3 separate regions of the Mus musculus genome follow, and regions 1 and 3 are each linked to region 2. The links are chromatin contacts, called in public HiChIP or PLAC-seq and promoter capture Hi-C maps. All regions are on one chromosome and are shown on one strand. The core of a region is the stretch at or near the end of the contact, and the rest is flanking DNA. Distances in the headings are between cores, read along the strand shown. Region 1 overlaps Prdm2 (PR domain containing 2, with ZNF domain). Region 2 overlaps Prdm2 (PR domain containing 2, with ZNF domain). Region 3 overlaps Pdpn (podoplanin).

Region 1 (4,425 bases), core at 1,804-4,303, 72 kb before region 2:
GCCACATTCCCAGACCTGATGCAGACACAGATCGCTGTCCAGCACAGCAAGGGGACCGGAAGCACAGCACACACAGGGTGTCAGAGCCTGGCTCCCTGGGCTCATGTGTGCTAGACATAGCCACAAGGCAAACGGGCACCCAGGACTCCTCAGCCCATAATGGTTAAGTGATCGCTATGTACAGAAATGAAGGCAGGAGAGAGTCCGAGACCATGCAGAGGGAAGGCAAGGGCCGCAAAGTCAGAGGACGGCTGTGTGTGAGCTGCCAAATGTGGATCTCAAAACACTTGGTTCTTACAGATGCTTGGGCAGAGGCGTGTCTAAAACACCAGAGAGGTGGAGGGGAGGGGAGGAGAGGGGAAGGGAGGGAAGGGGAGAGGAGGATCTTGTAGGCCCTGGGTGAAATGAGAGCTTGCTTGTCCCTGATGGGACAACTGTGGGTTTCCAGGGCCAGAACTGAGAAGACCAGCCACCAGGCACTTGATGCCATCCAGGAAAAAGTGATGGGGGCAGAGGGCTGGCCTTCGTGAACTCCTGGAGGCTGAGCAGTGAAAAGCCCCAGCTTTACACAAACTGGGATCATGGTAGGAGAAGGGCAGGTAACGACAGGGTTGGACATGGGTGTGTGAAGAGAACATGCAGTTTAGCTTAGCTCCAAAGCAGGATGAGTTTGTCCTGCTGCTGTGGGGAAGGGACTCCAGGGAGAGCCAGGCCAGTTAGGAGCAGAGCCACCACACATTTAGTCTCTCAGAGGCCAGTGTTAACCTTGGGAGCTGTGATTCCCACAACTGATGGACACAAATGTTCAACAGTGACTTCAAGAGAAGGCCGAGAGGAAAGCACGTGTAGGCAGACACTAGGTCATGGGAGCAAAGTGAGGACCTTGGAGAGAGCAGGTGACGTAAAGGGACAGGAGCTCTCCAAGGCATGAGGGTGGCTGCTGGGTCTCTCTACCTGGCTTTCACCTGGCTCCTCTCTCTCTCTCTCTCTCTCTCTCTCTCTCTCTCTCTCTCTCTCTCTCTCTCTCTCTCTCTGGCACAGATGACATTGGGCCTCACACTGATGCCTTACCTATCTCTATAAATTTGTGGCTCAGTTCACTGACTGGCAATCAGTTCTGGAGCGGAGGTGGAGGGGAAGGCCAAAGGCGTGGAAGCTGGTGTCAAGGGAAGACAAGCCTGAAACCTCTGCTGAAATCCTCTGTGTACTGAGTGAAGAAGCCACCAGACACCTCCAGCAATGCCGGTCACCTGGCATTTCCCATTATGGGCACCTGGGTGATCCAGGAGGCCCCTCTCATTCAGAGCCTAGCTCTGCCTCTGACTTGCCTTGGGGCCTCCACAAGATTCCTCAACCTCTCTGAGCCACAGGAGACTCTCCTGCAAAGTAAGTACCTCAAGAAGAGGTGGTGGCATCGGGCGTGGTGGCGCACGCTTTTAATCCCAGCACTTGGGAGGCAGAAGCAGGCGTATTTCTGAATTCGAGGCCAGCCTGGTCTACAAAGTGAGCTCCAGGACAGCCAGGGCTATACAGAGAAACCCTGTCTCAAAAAAAAAAAAAAAAAAAAAAAAGAAGTGGTAGCATGACAGCGTTTGTGACCTGAACACTGGGGGTCGGGGGAGGGTGCTATTTTGGGTCCTTTGCAGGAGTTCTTTGAATCACCTCCCCTGTGAGGCAGGGCGCCATGATCCTGTCTTATTGGAGGGGAAAGAAGAGGTTCAAAGGAGTGGAGGCACCAGCTAGCAAAGTTCACAGGGAAGCAGTCACGATACGAATCCAGAACCGTGTGCTCCCAAGCCTATTTGCACCCCTGACATAGGCCCAGCAGCAGTAGCGATGAAGGGTTCTTCAGTGTGGGGCTCCTCTGCCCTAGATCTGCTGACAGACCTCAAGGAGCATGCTTGGTCTGCTTTGAGTTGTCCCTTTCCAGGCTCAGAGGAAGCTGGGAACAGAGGCTTTCTAACTCAGATGCCCTGGTAATGCAGAAAACACCCAAGATAGGGCTCAGAGCCTCAGATATTTGGACTTGGCTCCCCCCTCCCCCCAATAGCTCAGCACTGGGCATGAGAGCAGGCTTGAAGAGTTGGTGAGCTCTGTACTTCTGCTCAAAATGAGGTCCACGGATGGGCAGCACAGTAACCATGTAGGTGGGACCTACAGACGCTCAGAACCAACAGAAATCTTAGAAGAAACTGACGGGGGTGGGGTTGGGGGTGATATGCTGAAGCTGCGAGGACCTGCAGCTGAGGACAGGTAGGTAGAGCCAGATGTACAAATATTTTCTGATCTGGGTTGGGGCTGGTGTCCAGCAGCTGTAAACAAGTCCCTCTAATAATGCAGGAGTGGGGAAGAAAAGGCAGGTGGTCCCAGAGGGCCAGAAAAACGCTGGCCCTCCTGGGTGGCCCGATGGCTCAGCAGGTTAAAATGCTTGAATAGCTTAATGGGATTGCTGGGATTTACACAAAAACCCCAGAAGTAGTGGTGCATATCTGCAATCCCAGCACTCCTACAGGGGGAGGAGACAGGAGACTCACTAGCAAGGCAACTAGACACTGTTGTGGAAATAAGAGCAATCTTGTCTCAAAATGAAGTGGAATGCACCATGAAATGAGTACATCTACACAAACACACACACAAATTTTTCAAAAAAAAAAGCAGAAAGAAAAAATTCTTGGGCCTGGATGGTTCTGAGTCTTATGATACTGGGGCAAGCTGCAGTTGACATGGGCAGTCGGCAAGCACAGCCTAGGCGCCTGCTTTTGGGGTCTCTTTTAGTTTCGTCTCCTCTTTAACACTGTAAGACGCCCGTACCCTTTTGATGGAGGAGGGTTTCTGTTCCTTTCCAACAGGCCCACAAGGACCTGGCCTCTTTCTCACCTAAAAGGTCTTATCTATTGGGCTCTGTCCTGTTGGGGCTTCTAGGTCAAACCTGTTTGGTCTGAGCACCACTACTGGCGTTTTAATGTCTAGTGTGTAGCAAGCTCCTAACACTTGACCCAGTTAACAGGAAGGCTGGCAGGCCAGCCAGGCCTGAGGACCTCAGCCAAGGAAGTTGCCAGTGGGGAAATCCCTGTGCGGACGCCTCCCTTCCAGCAAGCAGAGGAAGAGGCCAGCAGTGCAGTGTGGTAAGGAAGCTGCCACTGGCTTCTGTTTCACCAGGGCAAGAGCTGGTGGAGTGTAGGGAGCCCTAGGAACACAGAAGGAAGCTTGGGAGTCGGGAGTCTTAACTGGATAGACTCTCCTTTCCCTTCCAGCTGAACCAAAACAACCAACTGCAAAAACGCCAAAGGACAGCTTGTATCTGTCCATTTCCTACCTATGGGGCCATCACTGCTGGGGGCACAAAGGGGCGCCCAGAACGCGCATCCTAAACAATAAGGAACAAATCCACATCCGAGCTCTCCAACATGCAGGTCCCTACTCCCAAGAGTCAAATTCTCCAAGCACTTGCATCCCAGAGGGGTTCACTCACTGCCAGAGTCCTGCCCAGAACATGGGTCAAGGTGTCTGTTTTGAACAACTCTGTGAACACATCTGAAGATTCAGACCTCTCCCACAGACCCCACCCCCATCCCACCTAGTGCTGCCTCTTACATTTCAGGGACATCATCTCTGCAGGAACCCTGCTACCGCTTGAGCCAGCACAGGAATGATCCCCCTGACTTTCTCCTCTCTACATCTACTTCCAGGTTCTTTTTTTTCCTCCAGTTGAGTGAAAACACACCATTTGCAATAAAGCTGAGAAGAGAAATAAATACACGTGCCAGGAATGCTGACTGCCAGAAAATTAAGACAACCAGTGTGGAAAACCTAAAGAGGGATGCTCTTCCCTGGACGGTACATGGGATTGTTCTTGTCAGTGACAACGTCCTTTGGAGATGCTGAAAACATCATTAGGACCTGTCTTTTAAAGATGAGCTTAGCCAAAGATGTCAAAAGAGGTGAGTTCCAGGGCCAAGCAGGGCTCAACCTTCATGGGGTTTGCTATTGGTAGGCTTCATGTGATGTCAGTGGTGAAGATGGTTTATCCTAAGAACAAGCCCAGAGGTAGGTGTGCAGCTCACGAAGGCCTTACTGCCCCCACCTCCGTGAAGCCTGGTGTTCCTGGCTGGCAGTGAGTCCCAGACACACGGCTGGCACTGTCACTGGAAAGGCATGCTTACCATGTGAACGCATGGCATTAGTCAATGAGAATGGAGCTGCCAAAAGAGCAGGGATATCGTGGGATGGGGGCCAGGTCCCGCCTTCGCTTCTGTGCCTTCCCCCAAAGTCCTCACCCTGTCTGGCGCCAACCTCAACAGTTTAACCTGCTCTACAAACTGGAGGAGACAGTGTGGCCTCAGGTCACCTGTCCCACCCTGGGCTGCTTCTCCAGCTCACTGGGTGGAGGCCTTCTAGAAAGGCTCCTCCTGGCTGGGGACAGAC
Region 2 (4,482 bases), core at 1,848-4,347:
CAGTTTGAATCCCAGCTTACTCATAAAGAGAAACAACTCACTGTGACTACTCCTTTTGAGTTTCCATCACTTTTCTATCGTAGACACACAGGACACAAGGGCCATGGAGAAGCTGTCAGCAGCACAACTGTACCAGAACAAGCAAAGGTCTGAGTTCACATCCACCATGACATGTAACAAAAGGCATTAGAGGGTAGCAAGACAGCTCAGCAGGGAAAGCTCTTGTCATGCAAACATGTCCTGAGTTCAAACCCCAGACTCTACAGTGGAAAGAAATCAGACTCCTCAGAGTTATCCTCCAACTACCTGTTGCACGCATACCTCCCCAAGCACACAGTATACACCTACACATAGTAACAATAAAGATTGTTGTTGTCAACAACAAGGTACTAGGAAGCAGAACCACAATGTAGCTGCTGCTGGCTGAAGTAGCAGCAATAATCTACAGTGTTCCCACTTCCCAGGTGCAGCCCAGAGGCTTCGCTTACCCATTTACCATGACTGTAACCACCGGCCTAACCTTTACCTATCAGGATGCAAGCCTGTCAGTCACAGAGGGAGTGATGCTCACAGTTGAGCATGGGGAATGAATCAAGGACCATAAAGCTAAGGCAGTCAAACAGCCCTAAGTCTTGTCTACCATAATCCATGCCCAAACAACACAAAAAAGCAAAGCCTTCCAATTATTTAAAGAAATACAATCCAAGTTGTTTTTTTTTCAATTTTCAGATAATCTAATCATTTCATTAAAAAAAATCACACCCATGTTTATAAAGATTATTATATATCTAGCAGAATACTAGATTTAAAAGGAGATTTAGGTGCCATTATTAGAATACAAATTTCTTAAGATAATATTTATTGAGATCTAAATCATAACAACTAGGAGTACCTTATGGAAGTCTTTTTAAATCTGAAAATTTAAATTTGTATCTATAATTATAAACACTTCTTTGCTCCATAATTAGCATATGCTGAAACAGTCTATTTTTAGGGTCAGAAAAAAAGGAAGAAGATAATGAAAATGAAATCAAGAAGTCGCCACAGTGTTAACCACCTGGTAGAATCATACCTTTGAACGGAGTGGGCCAAACTCAGACAGTCTTTAAAACATAAAAAAATTAAAAATAAAAAAATAAACCTCTGCAAAGAAAATGCAGCCACTAAGCAGCAACAACCCGGATGGATGACCAAGTCATGGGAAGATAAACACAGGATGTACTCCGTGGGACTGCATAGCTATGACACTAGAGAACAGGACAGTAGAGACACCAAGTTCGTCAGCAGCTGCCTCTTGTGAAGGACTAATCAGCAAGGGAAGCCTGGGACATTGCAATGTCCCACAGCCAGCAAATGGCCATATCTCCTTGAGTGCAGATGTGTGTCAAATGGGTACACCATGAGGCACACAAATCACACCTCAGGGGTTAAAAAATCTAGAAAAAAACTGGCCTAGGAGTCTCATTTAATATCAAACAACTTAAAATTTAAGCTCAGAGATAAACAGCTGAGGTAAAATGTTAACAAGATACTCAGAAAAGAGAAAACCAGAAATGACATACAACTACAATGGCAAGCTAAGGCAAACAACAAGAGTTTACCTAACAGCAGAAAAACAGTAGCCCAGAGGGCAGAGTTCAGCAGCCCTACATCTTAACAAGAACTAAAATGATGGGAAAATACTTAAAACATGAAGAGGGAAAAGAAACCATGAACCAGTGTCAAACTGTAAAAATACCACGACTGGAATAAACACAGTGTCTATAGTATTAAAAAAGAAAGGAAAAGAAAACCCAAGTATGTTCATTTAACACCTCTTTGCAGCAAACACTAAACCGGGCTGGAGCTGGCTCTGGACGCCAGCGTCCCCAGCAGGAGGCTCGGAAGCATCTGTAGCTCCAGCTGCAAGGCCTCCAGGGCATCTACATACAGACACATGCACACACATACAAACAATATTTTTTTTTTTTGAGACAGGGTTTCTCTGTATAGCCCTGGCAGTCCTGGAACTCACTTTGTAGACCAGGCTGGCCTCGAACTCAGAGATCCACCTGCCACTGCCTCCCGAGTGCTGGGATTAAAGGCGTGCGCCACCATGCCTGGCTACAATAAATATTTTTAAACGTATGAAACTAAGATAGAGTTTTAAATACTTTCTATTTACAGATAGAAAGGCCAACTTACAAACACATGAAAATCTAGCTAACCTCATAATTAATAATCCTAAATATTTATTAATCATTAAAGCAAAATGAACCTTTAAGTCATCAGACTTAAAGAACAGGAATATCAGTATAACAGAACAGAATGTATCATTTTAATTAATATTTATTAACACAATTCAAACATTCCTATACTCAGAACTGTCCCAAACTCCCCCATCCCTCAAGCAAACTCTCCTCCGATCTTTAACAAGGCCCATGAAACTGACCTTGTACCTCTTTGCCTGGCTTCATGTGGCCTCAGGACCAGCCTCTCCTTCCCTACCACAGCCCCTCTCTTCACACTCTCTGCCAGCTGACAGCTGCTACTGGTAAAATGGCTATTATAGAAGGTTGCATTCACTATTTCACATAAGCAATATGGATTAATGGCTCTGATTTTTAAAAATATAAGGACTGGGTATGGTGGTACACATCTTTAATCCCACCACTTGGGAGGCAGAGGCAGAGGGATCTCTGTGAGTTCAAGACTGGTCTGGTCTATATAGTAAGTTCTAGGACAACCAATGCTATGTAGAGAAACTTTTTGCCAAAATTAAAAAATAATAAATAAATAAACACCCAGAAAACAAACATATATACGAATATTCATACATAATAAGCAAATTTTACTGGCTTTTCATGAGAAGAAATATAAATAAGCAAATCCACGTCTATACTTTACCCATTTGCAATAAAATATAATGAAGCACGGCCCTGCCCTTTGCACACTGTGTTTCTTTCAGTCTGCCCATTACTTCCTTTCCTGTATTGTTGTGCACCTGGATTCTGGCTGTGTCCCACCTTGGTTCTGAGATCAGTGGCTGTGTAACACAGAGCACTTCCTCTAGCCCTCCCTGCCACTCCTCCTCACAGGGACTCGCTGCTTCACAGCACTTTCACTATCCTCTGGAACCAGCCTTGCCTGCTTTTCTGAGCATCAAGACTGCAGAGCCTCATCCACGTGGTTCTCTGCAGTGTCCATGACATGCTGGGAGGGGTTCTGTGCATGGGAACAAATAAACACCCAGGACAGCAGAGCTACGAGAACTGCAGATGGATTACAACGGTGCTCACAAGCTTCTTTCCTTGTTTTACTGGTCTTTAAAACTAGCACAGAAAGCAAAACTCCCCTGCTACTGGTTAATGGCAGTAGTAACACAGGCCACTGCTTAGAACAGAGAGCTGTTGTGACTATAGTTCCTATACTGCCAGAAAAGATTCCAGGGGGGGAAACTATGTAACTCAGGAAATTAGTAATAAAGGTAGTCCCAGGAAATCCTCATAGCTGTCCTCAAATACTTTGGTTTTTCTCTGCTACCAGATGGGATCACACCCCACCACCACATTAATTTTAAATGACATATGCCAACGTGAGTGTGGCCAATTAATGTCACATACCAAAAGTCCACGATCCCTTGTTCCTGTGTAACTACAATAGGACAGCACCACGACAATCCAGAGTGTGCAGCAAAGACCAGGGAATAAGCTGGGGCTGTGTTAAGCCACTGAGCTGGGCAGCTGTTTGCCACTTCTGCAAACCTGAGTATACCTGGGCTGCTACAGTGAGAGGCTTTATACATCTGACTGCTGCTGACTGCAAAGCTCCTTTTTTCACTCTGGAATGACCATCTCTTGGTCCTAAAGTCTTCCATCACAAAGTGGGAATTCTAATGCCTGCATTTCATAGGTTGTTTTTATAAGAGGAGAATATATATACTTAACAAAGAGCTTGGCAACTGTGCTAAGAACTCAACAGATACAAAATGGAATTAAACTGTAGCATATCTAAGCTAGGCTACTTTGAGCCTATTTACATTGTGCCACTAAATAACCTAGGAAACAGGAAAATATCACAGAGATGATCTCTAATTCACAATAGTCTAAGATACAAAAGAAAAAAGTTGTAATTGCGTTGGCTTTACCTTGAGTTTAGTAGGATGTAATCACATTGTAAGTCTAGGAGCAACTGTATTGGGTTAGTGTGGAATAGTAGTGAGGAAACAAAGGATAGCTATGACCTAAAAACAGAAAATACAACATGAGGGCAAAGGTGACTCCGACTGCCAGCTAGGCACGGCAGTGAGGAGGAACAAGGACTCACCTGCATAGCAAACTATGCTCCCTCTTGGGAGGAGAGAGACAGCAAGTGAGTGGGTACTGAGTGACAAACAGGGGAGAGAAGGAAAAACAAAGAACTCATGTTCTGGGGGTGTATGGAGCCCCAGAAATGGCTGCAGAGGGAGAGCCTAACAAGCTACCTCTGGAGGGGGAACTTGGG
Region 3 (4,355 bases), core at 260-2,759, 98 kb after region 2:
TTTACAAAACTCCTGCAACAAGTACCATTCCTGCTTTTCAGGAGGATAGTGAGGGTGAGGTGGAGAGTTAGGGGGCCGTCAGCTCAGTGAGCAGGTGGCAATGGTGGCTTCAGTCAGAATCCAGATCCATCAGAGTGCAAAGCCCACTCTACTTAAAGATTGATTTATTCATGCATGAGTACACTGTAGCTGTCTTCAGACACACCAGAAGAGGGCATCTGATCCCATTCCAGATGGTTGTGAGCCACCATGTGGTTGCTGGGAATTGAACTCAGGACCTCTAGAAGAGCAATCAGTGCTCTTAACCGCTGAGCCATCGCTCTAGCACTTACAAAGGCCACTATGTCTCTGGGTCACTCTTGCCTCACTCCTTGAAGGTTCTCCCCCTCTCTCCCTCCTCCACGCCCCCCCCCCCCGCCCCCCCCCCCCGTCCATCCTTGGATGTTCAGACACATGCGTGAGCACATGTGGGCAGGTGTGTGCACATGTATGTGGAAGCCAGAGGTCAACCTCAGGCACACTTCCTAGATAGAAACTGTCTTCTGCCTTGTCTTCTGAGAAGAAGTCTCTCTAGGACCCAGAATTTGCTGATTACGCCCAGTTGGCAGCTGGCTAGTGAGTTCCACCCAGGGAATCCTCCTTCTTCTCCCCCCCCCCCCCCGCCCCCCCAGACCAGGAGACTGCAAGCACTTGCCACCATGCCTGGCTTTTTGTGTGGGTGCTGGGAACTGAACTTAGGTTCTCATGCCTGCAAGACAAGCACTTTACCAACACAGCCACTCCCCAGCCCTGAGCCTGTACCCTTTAAGGAAAAGGCTGGGTACACTGTTGACCACGGATGGTTTCTAATGGAGCTTGAAGCTGGGCTGCTGAGGTCCATCTCCCGACACTGCTGCTACCCACCCCAACCTTCACCCATTGCCCAGGGGAAAGCCCCTCTCTCTACAGAAAAGCCAGGAGGAAGTATCTCCATGGGCTTAGCCATACTGGGCCATTCACTATTTCCTCCCTATGAGGTTCTAGAACTTTCTTTTGAGCAAACTGCTGTTCTGCTGAGTTTACTGCCCCGCCTGAAGACACAGAATGAGTAGGTGAATGACAGTGACACTTTTTAGGGTTCCAGGAAGTGAATCAGTGGACCGCACACTCTAAACTCCTCAGCAGTGAGACAGAAACAGCTGAGCCCAGCTTTCATCATAATTACTCAACTCGGGGAGACCTTTTTTTTTTTTTTTTTTACTCTTGACTAACAGCAGACGGTTTTCCTGTAAAAGGGGAAATGAATTCTGTTTTTCGGACAGGAATCGTACCTCCTAAGAATTTTTTTCTGGAACCTAGCAGGAGCTGCAGGCACCTTCTAGGGAAAAAGCCACCTTCTAGGGAAGAGTGACAAGCTCATAGGATGTTTGAGGGGCGCTGCCTGGAGTATCACATCAGAGCGGGGTGGAAAGCACTTGCCTTCTGCCGGGAACTGAGCAGAGTCTGAGCTCTGATTACTCAGGGCCTCAGCTGAGTGGCTGGGATTTCGTAAGAGTGGAAGATGAGCCCCTTCAGATCTGACCTGCCGTGCAGACAGCCCAGCTGTGAGCACAGGGAAGCCTTCGGCTATGTGAAGAATGCGGCCATCCTTGGCCTTGATCCTCAGCCTGGTTTGGAAGCTGCATCTTGGGAGAATTTCATGTTGCTTTTGGATAATCTTGTTTTTTGTGCTGGAGAGTCAAACCCAGGGCCTTGTATGTGCTAGGCTACCATCTGTGAGTGAGTGAACTTCGTCTCAGCCCTTGGTAGATGAATTTTTTTTTCAAGGCTGCTATTGGCTAGTAGGGTCTCTTTGGAACTTCCCTTGCTGTCTTTCTCCCTTTCTCCTTGCATGTGGGAAACTCAAGCACACAGTCCCATCCCTAGGCTCACCGTTCAGACCCTCTCAGCACACTGGCCCCTACATGCCCACAAGATGTATCTTCTATCACCTCATAGTCTAACACAGAGATGCAAGTGTCTGCGGTGCTTAGCAATTCATTCCTTGCCTCTCACCTACCCCACCTGATTTCCACAGATAATGAACGTGGGTATGTGTGTGTCATTGTGTGTGTGTCATTGTTTGACTGGATGTAAAGTCAAGTAGGAGACATATCTATGGGTATGTCTGTTTATAGAGATGTGTAGACCAGGAGAGAAGATGCGCCTTGAATGAGGCTGGCAGCATCTGTGTGTGGCAGATCTAGGCTGAATAAAAATGGCAAAGGAGAAAGTAGGGGCACCAGCATCTCTCTCTCTCTCTCTCTCTCTCTCTCTCTCCTCCCCGACTGTCCATGCAGTCAGCTACCTCACAGCACTCCTGTCCTGTGATGGACACTCTCAAACCAAGAGCCAGAATAAACCCTTCCTCTCCTATCTGGACACCGTGGTGAAAACCTGACCATGGCATCTGCCCTCTTTTAAAGGAGATTTATTCTTATGTCGAGTACATGAGTGCTTGCCTACACTCAATGTTGGCTATGTGTAACCCGGGCCTGGGGCTGTCAGGCATCAGATCCAGAACCAGAGAAGTTCAGGTGGGAACCCTGTCCTCTGCAAAAGCAGGAAGTGCTCTCAATTGCTCGGCCATCTCACCCACCCCACACTTTCTTTATTGCCTTTCTCACCCAAAGGTTTGGATAATACCAAATTGGTGCTCTTCATCCTGACAGATGGTGACTATAGTCCAACCAGATGTTTCTACACGAGGGCTCCCTTGCCAGACAAATGGCCTACTTCTGAGCCACACGCCAGCAGTCCTGATAAAGGAACATCTCATAAGTCCAGGAATTCAAGGCCAGTGTATGCAGCACAGAGAGAGCCCTATCTCAGGGAAATGATAAAACATACAGAGCATGTGGCTGGCCTGTGCTTTAATTTCCAGCAATGGAGAAACATTTTTACAAATGACTTACAGATTTCTGCATGAGCGAGATCATGTAGACCACAGAACAGAGTGGAGAGAGTTCAGACATAAACCTTTATACTGATGGGCAGCTGATTTAGGGCAAAAGCACCATGGTAATTCAGTGGGGGAAGAGTTATCTTTTCATCCCAGAAGGTTCTAGAACAACTGAAGAGAGCCACATGGTAAAGAATGGAGCTGGGTCGCTATTTCATGGCTCACACAGAAGTTCCCTGCAAAGGCATCAAAGCCTGACTGTCAGAATTAAACCATTAGACCGTAAGAGTCGATGTTTGCAGCCCCGGGGTAGCAGTGACTTCCAACACTGATACCAACCAACAGCATGAGCAGAAAAGGAGACAGCTCAGACTTCACGCTCTTAAAGAGGTGTGCTCTAATGAACACTATAACATAAAATAACAAGATAGCCCAATTCATAGATGGAAAAATGTCCTCAGCTATCCAATAATAGTCCAGCTCGCTCTTTCTCTCTCGCTCGCTCTCGCTCTCTCTCTCATTGGTTGGTTGGTTTTTCGAGACAAGGTTTCTCTGTATAGCCCTGGCTGTCCTGGAACTCACTTTGTAGACCAGGTTGGCCTCGAACTCAGAAATCCGCCTGCCTCTGCCTCCCAAGTTCTGGGATTAAAGGCGTGCGCCACCATGCCCGGCTGTTTGTTTTTTTTTTTTTGAGACTGGATCTTACTCTATCATCCTGGCTGACTTGGAACTCACTATGTAGACCAGACCAGGCTGGCTTTGAACTCACAGAAAATGCTTGCTTCTTCTTCCCAAGTTCTAGGATTAAAAGCACCACTTGTCCAGTATGAAAAATTATTAAAGTATGATTTTTAACCAACAATTAAAAAACATCCCATTTATAAAAAAGGTGCTTCTTTTATTGAAGTGAAGTCCACAGAAACATCTTAGTATTCAAAAATTTTTTTAAAGAATCATTTGTTTATTTTATGTATATTCATATACTGTAGGTGTCTTCAGACATGCCAGGAAAGGGCATCAGATCCTATTACAGATGGTTGTGAGCCACCATGTGGTTTGCTGGGAATTGAACTCAGGACCTCTCTCTCCAGCCTCAGCATTCACAAATTTTAAGGTGGGTGTATGTGCAATGTGCAAACAATTTATCTATTCATAATCACTTGACTTAGTTCCTTTAAAAATGACTCCAGCACCAGGCTTCTCTTTTTCTCCTATGTGTGTGTTAGATACTAACTTTAATTCCTTACTTGACAAAAAAGCAAAAATACCTGAAGACATCTCAATTTAAAACAGCCAAGTGTTTGAACAACCCCCCCACTCCACCCCACCCCCCACCCCCCGCCCAAGATATCCAGCCTGAGAAGGTGTTCAAGTTCAATGGTCATTAGGGAAAGGAAAGATAAGTCAGAACTATTAGAGATCCTTCCTACTCAGT

What was found. HiChIP or PLAC-seq counts read pairs in DNA pulled down with a chosen protein or histone mark. Capture Hi-C pulls out chosen DNA fragments and counts their contacts.
Region 1: a contact with region 2 is called in a promoter capture Hi-C map of liver. The contact joins two enhancer-like sites. A contact is called at or near these places in 7 of 484 Hi-C or Micro-C datasets (CD4 T cells, Sertoli cells, Th2 cells and 4 more), 3 of 115 datasets of contacts at active chromatin or transcription factors (bone marrow-derived macrophages and embryonic stem cells) and 2 of 9 other capture datasets (adipose tissue and liver).
Region 3: a contact with region 2 is called in an H3K4me3 HiChIP or PLAC-seq map of bone marrow-derived macrophages, with 4 times the contacts expected there. The contact joins two enhancer-like sites. A contact is called at or near these places in 1 of 115 datasets of contacts at active chromatin or transcription factors (bone marrow-derived macrophages) and 1 of 9 other capture datasets (pancreatic islet).

What each region holds. Positions count from the first base shown.
Region 1 is chr4:143,116,013-143,120,437 of GRCm38.p6, forward strand. All of the region lies in intron 8 of Prdm2 (PR domain containing 2, with ZNF domain), which reads right to left. Among named protein-coding and RNA genes, the nearest start is that of Mir7021, 18 kb to the right of the region's middle. Within about 2 kb of position 3,054, at least 73 of the 459 cell types and tissues checked have an H3K27ac peak or open chromatin away from gene starts, as enhancers often do. A contact at or near this core is called in Th2 cells and liver, where this site is marked.
Region 2 is chr4:143,187,739-143,192,220 of GRCm38.p6, forward strand. The region is part of intron 2 of Prdm2 (PR domain containing 2, with ZNF domain); the gene reads right to left. Among named protein-coding and RNA genes, the nearest start is that of Gm22039, 14 kb to the right of the region's middle. Within about 2 kb of position 3,098, at least 65 of the 459 cell types and tissues checked have an H3K27ac peak or open chromatin away from gene starts, as enhancers often do. A contact at or near this core is called in Th2 cells, bone marrow-derived macrophages and liver, where this site is marked.
Region 3 is chr4:143,287,547-143,291,901 of GRCm38.p6, forward strand. The region is part of intron 1 of Pdpn (podoplanin); the gene reads right to left. Among named protein-coding and RNA genes, the nearest start is that of Pdpn, 9.8 kb to the right of the region's middle. Within about 2 kb of position 1,510, at least 136 of the 459 cell types and tissues checked have an H3K27ac peak or open chromatin away from gene starts, as enhancers often do. A contact at or near this core is called in bone marrow-derived macrophages, where this site is marked.